Regions from separate parts of the Capsicum annuum genome. Here region 1 is linked to region 2. Evidence: chromatin contacts called from public Hi-C data. All regions are on one chromosome and are shown on one strand. Each heading gives the region's core, a stretch centred on a gene start, on an enhancer-like site or on the middle of the called end of the contact. The rest is flanking DNA. Distances are from core to core; before and after follow the strand shown. Region 1 holds the start of LOC107863138 (probable pectinesterase/pectinesterase inhibitor 61). Region 2 has its middle 38 kb from the start of LOC107863137.

Region 1 (5,139 bases), core at 1,080-3,579, 130 kb before region 2:
CGAAAAACTTTAATGCACATAATTACTTTTAAAAAACATTCAGAATACGGAGAAAAATATGATAAGTGAAATAAATTTGATGAAGTATCGAAGAGTGAGAATTTTACCAAAGGAGGCAGTATGAAAAGTTGTTAGGTGCTGGGATATACTTTTTCCTCCTGTAATCACCGTCTTCCCCTTCCCATCCCCTATGAACATCACGTTCATTTTCTTCCTCCCTACCTTCAAATTATTTTCTTCATACCTGTCATTCATTTATTATTGTAAAATACTTTTACTATAATAAAATGATAAACAATACCAAGTCAAATTGCTTAATCACTACGATAAAGAATTGAAGGAAAGATTACTTTTGAGTGTGCCACGTATATGTGAAATAAAAAATAGATTGAAAAGGGCATCAGATACGTTACCAAAAAGTGAATCAAAAAGTTTCACTTTTCCAACAACTTTGTACCCGATCAAAAAAAAAAAAAAAAAAAAAAACTCCTTCCGCTCAATTTACGCGGTAATAATTGAAACTTTGCAAGTCAATTAATTGCTTTTGGTCAATTTTTTTATATATAATATGAATTATTTTTTTATTTTAATTTTTAGACTTGATAACGTTTAAAAGGAAATAATTTTTTATATTTTATAATTTTAAATTAAAATATACTTTAATTTAATAATTTTAAATTTGTCAAATGAATGTTAAAATTAAATAAATTAAAAAAGGGTCTTTTTTTGCAGCATAATGAAGGAAAAGTAGGCCGAAACTAAAAGGAAGGAAGTATTAGTACTTCTTTTGTTAAAAAAAAAAATCTAATTTGACTTGCATGAAATTTAGAAAAGTAAAGATTATTTTTGAATTTTATGATTATAAATTAAAATTATTTTAAGTATAATTTTTAAATATAATTTTTGAATCACGTGAATAGAGGTCATTTTTTTTTTCTTTTTTTTTTAACGGAGGAAGTATATTTTTATGTAATTATAGAATATTTTCTATTTTTATAAAATTTGAAGCTTATATTCGGGTGAGTAATTTGAATTTTACCTTCCTGCCTTGACGTAAATTATAGTCCGTTTATTACTCTTTTCTGGCACCTTTTTAATTGCCTCTGCTATCGTCTTCACCGTTCCAGTACCGTCCTTGGCCACAATAATATCAGCTTGAATCGCCGACACTGATTTATTCATCAATTTTCTGTCCCTCCGTGACATCCATTTCGGAAATTCATCATGATATTTTTCAAAATGCATCAATCTCCGCCGTCGATTCTGTATCGGAATTCCAGAGAAGTCGTCGTCGCCATTTGCAGCAGCATAAATGGCGAGAGCATTACTCACTAATTCAGATAAGTCCTTAAGGTTCTCCGACATATGATCCTTCACATTCCCAGTAACATCAGCGAAGCCGTCAGTACACGTGTCCTGATTTGTCAACGCCGCGCTTAGCCACGTCATCACGTCATTTGTCGATCCCGTCGGAGAATTGCTATCCCCGGGGAAAACAGAGGTTAATGATTGTGATAAAAGGTCTATTGATTCCTCCAATAATTCGAGACAATCGTCGTAAGCTGATCGTGTTTGAGTGTTCATTTGCAGGTTGTTGATATCGGAAGCAACGTAAAGCGCTTTATCGAAGCGCTGGAGTGTTAAATTGACGGAAATGTGAACGAGATCATTGTCGGACGCAGAGTTAGCGCCAGGGAAATTGATCAGAGAATTCAGACAGAGAGATGGATACAGTGTGCGACTACAGGTATGCGCCATAGCTTGACTTGGTTTATCTATTCTGTTTCCAGCCTTATGCTTCACACCGACCAAAACTGCAACTGAAATTGCAGCGGCAAGTAGAAGTACAGTAGCAAAACTTACAAGGAATTTGATCTTAGAGCAGCGGGGTTTGGGATTTGGATTGGGAATCATGACCCTGCCGGAGGTTTCTCCTGGGTCGGGTTTTCCTAGACGGCCATAGCCCATTTTTATGAATTAGTACTAACTAGTTTTAGAAAGATTATGTAATTGTTGAATGAAAAATGGGACAAGTGAAGTTATTGAGTGGAAGAGTGTGAGGGAGAATGCAAGAATATAGTGAGTATATATTGGGCGGTGGAAGAGTGAGTTATGGTAAATTAAGAAGAAGGATTTTTAGTGGTTGGTGTGAGGTCGATGTCTTAAGGGAGAAGAGAGTTAGCTGGCTTCGACTTATTAGTTTGTGACTCTGTGATTATGTAGTGATTAATTGGTGAATGGAGCAAAGTCACAATAATGAGTAGGAGTGAGCATGGTATGACAGATATCAAATATTCAAAAGAGCTCCATTGTTATATTAATTATTATATACATGAGTTATACACTAGTATATACCGAGTTTCAGTCAAGACGTTCTGAGTGTTGTGCTATGCCCATCGCTAGTGAGCAGAAGAATTTTGGACTACATAACGAGATGAATGAGATTTCTTTATCATTAATTAAAGTTGGAAAAGTCCATTATTCTTTGTCTATTCATAGATCAGACTAGCACTAGGAATAACGAATAGTAAGTTGGTAGTACTATTTTGTTCTGCTTTTCTGACGAAAAAGTATTTGTGGTGGATTTTAGTTAGTTTATTAGAAATCTTTTGGGTTAACTAACCCATAGATCACGTTAGTTGATTTTTTTCCCCTTACCCACGTTAGTTTGATTTAGAAGGTTTAATAATTGGTAATGGACTTTTAGCGCTAGTTTATACTATTAACTTTTGAGGATTGGGAAGTGGGACCAAATACAGTTAAGATTGTATTACTTTTTGTATGTATTTATTATTAGGTAATACCCATGCCAACTTTAATCTTAAGAATGATTTGAGAACAAAGGCATTTAAAAGTATTGCGCTAGTTGAGAATAAGGCATTTAAAAGTATTCGTTAACCCTTTCAGCACTGGACTAGAAAGTAAGAGCGAAGCGATAAATAATTTACTCTAGTTTGTGATTAGTTGTTTGAGCTTCTAAAGTTTGTCGACCTAAAAGTATAAGATTTCGATTCAATTTTCTATGAGATAAAAGAAACTTCATATGATTACTGTCAATTGTGTAATCAAAACACTTGATAAAAAATTCCCTGCGATTAATTATTTTCTGTACAAATTTTATAGATTTCGGCTGGCCAGTACAAAGTAACTGGGAGTGTCAAAATAAAATATACTTTGACAAAGTACAATAATTTATCAGATTCTTCCCACGAAATCCTACGTTTTTGTTTTCTTTCTTTAGAATGCCAAGTTCAGTATTCATTCCTTCAAGGAGTTGGGATCCACTCATATATACAGTACTCATGATATTTCCAATGGAAATCTTTTTGACCTGCCCCTACTATTATAGCTTAGTAATACCTCTGCTTCATTTTTATTTGTTAGTATATTTTTTTTGTATCTTGATTACTAAAATATAAATAAATAATATGATTAAATTAGTTTATTAGTGTTATTATTATTATTATTTAATTTAATTACTAATTTTTTTATTATAGTAATGTTTCTCTATATTTATTGCGATTCAAAGGAAAAGGAAACTGTTATGTAAGAGTAAAAACTAATGAAGTACTAAGTATTTATGTCTTAAATTTTTAAAATAATTATAATTTTGGATTAATTATTTCTAATAAGCACGACAAATAAACGAGATGAAGTGCTAGTTTCCTCTTTAGCCTCTCTTTTTTCTGATTGCCTACTATGTCTCTTGTAAAGTACTACTACTAGTACTACAAAAGCAGTTATATAAATAAACATATATTTACGTAAATCTTATGTTTATACGTAAATCTTAATATTGTATGATGACTAAATATTTAATTGTATCTATACAACAACCACCAGCTTGCTCAAAAACAAAATAATCCCCACCTCATTCTGTATTTCCATGCTGTACCATCTTTTTATTCTTATTTTAAACAGCTATTTATATCACTTTGTGAGAATATACTGAATCTGTTGTTGTTGTTAAACGGCTATTTATTCGTCAATTATTAAGGGAGAGAATCTTGTATGGCATTGACTAATTTTAACTGCCTAAGTTTCCTTTTTGCCATGTAAATACTGCTACACTTATTGTAGAGAAAACAACATATGTTTATTAGGACTACGCAATTTTCTTCTGTCACCTTTTTTTAAAGAAATAAAAAAAACGAGCGTAATTAACAAAAACGAATATGTTCTCTTCTCTCTCTAAATTTCAGTTTTACCTGTAACTTGTTTTTTTCTCATAAAAAATTGAATACATGCACTATGAGATGATAAAACTTATTCGCACCCGGTGTATATATCAAATTAATATAATTTATCATGGTTAAGTGATTAAATGAAGTAAAATACATGTTAATTAATCAGGATTAGGCAATACGAATTATAAATTCAAACACATAGCATTGCACATATTGACTTGATGTATATATCGGGTGTGGATAAATTTTAACCCTATGAGCTATCGGATGGGGAATAAACAACAACAAAATAGTTGGACAAAACAGGGAGATCGTCTTTGATTAAAAATCATTGTAAATTAATTATTTTTAAAAAATTCAATGTTTGACAAGAAAGTTGTAGCCCTGAAAGATAGTAATATGTCTGTATGGGCTACAAAGTCGCCGAATAATACGTTTCATCTGTTTAATTCAATTCTTTCTTTGCACAATTCCTTAAACTGTTTGTTGGTCCTCCTCCACGTACTTCATAGTTAGTATATACTACTATTTTCCCTGGCTGAAGGGGGAGGGGGTGGGGTAGGATTTGGCTAGTATACACAGTGGGCATGAGATTCTTTATAAGGCCAAATCTATCGCCAACCCCTTGAATTTGGCACGATCTTTCACTTTGGCACCTCAAGTGGACGATGTTATTTTTTAAGTCCTCAACCAACTATTAATTGTGTTATTTTGACACTTTTTACAATCAACTGATTTTACAAAGTGTGTAATATACACATTTGTTGACATGGCATACCATCAATTAAAAAACAACATGTGGTGTTCTTGTTAAAATAATAATTTTAAATAAATTATAATTTAAAAAATTAATTTTTAAATAATTAATTTTAATTTTAAATACGAATCAATAAATAAATAAATAACTCCCCCAACCATCATCTTCTCCAAGTACCCCCACCCCACCACCCCC
Region 2 (5,286 bases), core at 2,246-4,745:
GACATGGAAGGGCAAGTGCTGGCTTGGAAATTGGAGAGACATGTTGACGCAATTATGTATATAATAATTTTACCTTCTTGGTTCTTTTTATTGATACCTATATATATGTGTCATCTAATCCAATAATAGGAATACATAGCAGTATCAGTAATACATGGACAATGAATACATGGATAAGTGTGGGTTAAAAATAAAATTATTTTTAATACATCAAACCAAATAAGAAATAGAAACAATTCTTACTGCCACCTAACTAATTTCAACATTACTAATCTCAATATTGCTAGTTCACCCTTTTCATTACAATCTATATGCATTGTGAAACGACCCCTTTTTCGTTTATTGGCAGTATAGCAAACACGAATATAATAATAGCCTCAATATAAGTACAGTGAGCAAATATTATTAATATTGTATTTCGTACGTTTGTATACTTTATAGTGATCACATCCGAAAAGACAACGTAAGCAGCTTGTTTGGTGGTTACTTTCATTTAGAATTTAGATAATGTTTTTTTTATCTAGTGGAGTAACACTTTATGGCGCAACACCAATAATAAAAAATATTTGCATAAATATAGATTTCTTTTAGAATAGATTAGTATCCTATATCTAGCTAGTTTAATACTGTAGTTTTGAAAACCAAATTGCAGATGAAAGGGCTGATGTTTTGTCCTGAATTAACACTTATGCTTATTCAAAAAATTAGTGTTATGAGTCATCTCATCAGAAAAGATATTCCTATTGATGAGAAACTCCCGTCTTAAAAAAGGACACAATTTTGCCCATCATAGATATAGTGTTTGTTGTCACTTCAAGAAACTTAAAAGAAGTTATAATAATTAATGTACGTCACACTTTTTCCTCCATAAACATATATAATCCATTCAATATATTATCTATCACCTACTAAGAAATCAACAATTTTCCTATCAAATTTTTCCGCCAGAAAGTAAGTATTCAGCCACTATTTCTATACGTACAGATATTTTGATTAAATCGGTAGAAAATAAAAATAATAATAATGTTTTCATATGAAGAAAATAAACAGCTTCACATTGTTTTAATGAGAACATGTTTCTCACCATGCATTTTTCCATTGAGTCGAGTTCGTGGAAAATGGGTGGGAGAATCATGTTTTATAACACAAAATTCCCAGTACTGATTCGTGATGGGAAGAACCTCTGTTTCTTCTAGTGTATTTTCTTCGTCTGAATTTATATGCCACCATTTGAATGACATAAAATGTAAAACAATTTTATTATATAATTATTTCATTAACGGTAAAGAGGAATTTTAAAATTAAATTAAATAATTATAGATTTTTTTGGAAACAAATTAAAAAGAAAACGCATAGATATATTAGGATAAAAGAAGTAGTTCTAAATTAGACCATTTTCAACCGGATTAGATTATTCTTGCGTTTTAACCAAAAAAAAGGAGCCTTGTATATATGATTAACTTGCAGTTTTGCTGTAACAATAGTGGCCAAAATAGTACTAGTATATAATAATTTATATATAAATGATTTGATTAATGGATGTTGATAAATGATAAGCATCCTCCACGTGAAGAGTTTTCCATAGGAGAAATATTATTGGTCATATAGTACGCTTTTTGATTTGTGTTTAGACGGAGCCCAAATTTTTATTGAGGGGTTCACAAGTAAACATACGAACTAACTGAAGGGGTTCAACATCTAATAAACATACGAACTAGCTGAAGGAATTCAACATCTAGTATATATACATAGAAATATTTCTAATCATGTAAAAATAATATAATTTTTCGTCGAAAGAGATTCGAACCTGCCCTACATGCATGCATATCACTTATATACAATAGATGAAGAGTAGATAAGAAAATAAGCCTTACATCGATGCATATTGGATCCTAGAGTCATATTCCATGCATAATTGTCATATATATAGAGGCAAACACATAGTAGAATTAAGATAAAATTGAAACTTAATTTTATTTAAAATAAGAGTAATCGTAATTTTCATGATTCAAGAAGTACTCCAATTGACACAAATTCCATGTACTTTTGTGCCTATGATCAATCTAGTGTTAGTGTTGCGTAGAACATTCTGATTAAATAATGCCCCCATGTACTCAAATTTGTTCATATGATGAGGTAGAGAGATGTGTATGTTGACACTTGGACATTGGAGGAGGAAAAATCAGCCCAATTCGTTTAAGCTAGTTTGGACTGATTATTGACCTGCTAATTTCGAGATTTTTACATAAATATACAATAATATATTCAGTATAATCCCAAAATAGAATATAGGGTATTACACAAAATATACCCTCCCCTCTCCCAACAAATGTTTTTCCAACTAATAACCGTATGAACATATAGTGTCTCTATGCTATATAAATAGTGTCTACCGAATATATATGATGTATAACTATGTACAAAAGATGTATATACATCTACAATATTTATACATTATTATATACTATATATGTAATGAATCTATATTGTATAAGTAGTGTATAGCTATAAACATATGATGTATAAACATTGTATCCACTTGCTTCCATCTTTCTATCTGTTACTTCAAAAAATTGAAAGAGCTATTCTAAGTTGGTGGTGTAAATTTGAGGTCCGCAATCTCCAACTTAATTAGTCTTAGAATATATTGTATAACCGTGTATATGAATGTATATACATCTCTTGTACATACTTATACATCCATATACATGGCTAGACACTCTTTATACAATATTGATACATTGTTGTATGACGTATAAACAACATGTTTCCATCTTTCTATCTGTTGCTCTGAAAAACTAGAAGAGCTATTCTAAATTGGTTGTGTAAATTTAATGTCCACAATCTCCAACTTAATTAATCTTTGAATTGCATTTATCTAAGGCTAAGCCATCACTTACGTATTGAGATGCCAGATTTAATGTTTGCTATTGTTTCATGTTCAGCATTAGCAGCATCAAAGGATGAAAAAGGAGAATATTATTATCTTTCTTCATTTAATAAAATGGACAAATATTTGAAGGATTTTCTTCTCCAAAGATTAAAAATCTCATAAAAATTTGTCTCCCGAAATCAAAAATTTCTAATCCCACATAATTCATTGTGTCCTTAAAAAATGTCATTCACTCCATATAATAGTAATACTCAATGGATGTTGATAAGCCATCCACCACGTGAAGAGTTCCTCATTGGAGAAATATTATTATTATTAGTCATATAAATACTCTTTTTGATTTCTGTGTTTGATTGCACGTCCCTTGACTATTATATGTGTTATATTCACAAACTTATATATCACGACCCTACTAAAGGAAACAAACAAGAAACCACCAAAGTTGGTTTTATTGTATGAATGTATGAATTAACATTAATAGTCGTAACAAATAATTAGGATTCAATTGGATTTTAGTTTTAAGGTCTTGTTTGTAACATCGACCAGCTCACATGCAGCTGCTGGTACGACTATATATATTTTAAATAATTAATATTTAATATTAATCAGATTCATTTGGAAAATATAAGGTTGAATAGACCTTAAACTTTATTTGTTGTCGGATATCTACCTATATATATCGACTCAATTAATTAAAGTACATATATTTCTTTAGCTTATTGGAAGGTTAGGGGTCATTATCGATGTAGCCATCTCATTATTTATATTTTCATATAATTCAACATGGAATAGTGAAATATTTCTCATAGTATGTGTTATCGCTAATTAATTCCAAACTAGAATGATTGCATAGAAATATTTCAGAAAATATAATTTAATGTAATATTGGATAGACAAGATGTGAGGAGTGTGCATAAAATTTGTCAATTTTACTAGGACTGAAGTTTCAACAATAATAGTTGAAGGACGTGTGATATATGGAGGTTAATTCTTAGTTGGACTACAAAGTAAATATCTAACGCCAAATGAGAAGTACAAAAAAATTGACACTTGAAAGAGTGAGCTGTGAGTATGATATCAAAACAATCGAGCTCTAAAATGATATCAAATGAAAAAATCAGAAAGTAAAAAAGGATTCTCTCTTTCTTTCATGTAATCTAAACAACTATGGGTGTCAAACGGGCCGATACTGACCTGAACCGGCCCACATAATTAAACTAGCCCGGTTTGACCCATCCCGATAAGCCCAAGGGCTTTAGGGGTCTGGGTCCCGGTTCGGTTGGGTTTTTGATTTGGGCCCGGTTAATCCAGTCCGGACCCAACCTGATTTGGGCCCACCGATTAACCGGCCTGACCCAGCCTGGTTAAGATTTTTTTTTTTTTTTTTTAAATTCAAAATTTCACAAACTGAAATTAAAAACTTAGTTTTAATACATTATTAATTTACTATCAAGTATTATTAATTTATTATATTAAGTAGCATATATTTTATACTTTTATTTAAGGTAGTGTATATATTGAATGGTATATATATGTGTGTGTGTATATCTTCTAAATATAAAGTAGTATATATTTAACGTATATATGTGTATATGTTTTATAAATTAGTATATATATTGTAGTGTATGTTTTATTTAAAGTAGTGAATATATTGAATGGTATATATATGTGTGTATATATCTTCTATAGATGAGTATATTTAATGTATACGTTATGTATATGGTTTATAAATTAGTATATAACTATATATATATATATATATATATAAATATTGTAGTATATATTTTATTTAAACTAGTACATATATATTGAATGGTGTGTATATATCTTCTATAGACGTATATATTTAACGTATCCAAGTGTATATGTTTTACAAATTAGTATATAACTATACAAATATATTATAGTATATTTCATTTAAAGTAGTACATATACATAGAATAGAGTGTATATATGTGAATAGATCTTCTATAGACGTGTATATTTAACGTATACATGTGTATATATTTTATAAATTAGTATATAACTATACAAATATATATTGTAATGTATATATACTGTAGTATATCTTATTTAAAGTATTACATATACATAGTGTATATATGTGAATAGATCTTCTATAAATGTATATATTTAACGTATACATGTGTATATATTTTATAAATTAGTATATAACTATACAAATATATATTGTAATGTATATATATTATAGTATATTTGATTTAAGGTATTACATATACATAGAATAGAGTGTATATATGTGAATAGATCTTCTATAGACGTGTATATTTAACGTATACATGTGTATATGTTTTATAAATTAGTATATAACTATACAAATATATATTGTAATGTATGTATATTATAGTATTTTTGATTTAAAGTATTACATA

The links. Hi-C and Micro-C count contacts between places; a contact is called where the count stands out from the background.
Region 1: a contact with region 2 is called in a Hi-C map of leaf, with 2.4 times the contacts expected there. The contact joins the promoter of LOC107863138 here to the enhancer-like site in region 2. A contact is called at or near these places in 5 of 5 Hi-C or Micro-C datasets (bud, leaf, pericarp and 1 more).

What each region holds. Positions count from the first base shown.
Region 1 is chr3:229,770,391-229,775,529 of UCD10Xv1.1, reverse strand. It overlaps LOC107863138 (probable pectinesterase/pectinesterase inhibitor 61), which reads right to left and starts at 2,329. Exons shown (of 3, transcript XM_016708939.2): 1 at 1,040-2,329; 2 at 108-244. The coding sequence starts at 1,968.
Region 2 is chr3:229,644,605-229,649,890 of UCD10Xv1.1, reverse strand. No RefSeq gene overlaps it. Among protein-coding and RNA genes, the nearest start is that of LOC107863137, 38 kb to the right of the region's middle. Within about 2 kb of position 3,495, at least 3 of the 5 cell types and tissues checked have an H3K27ac peak or open chromatin away from gene starts, as enhancers often do. A contact at or near this core is called in leaf and pericarp, where this site is marked.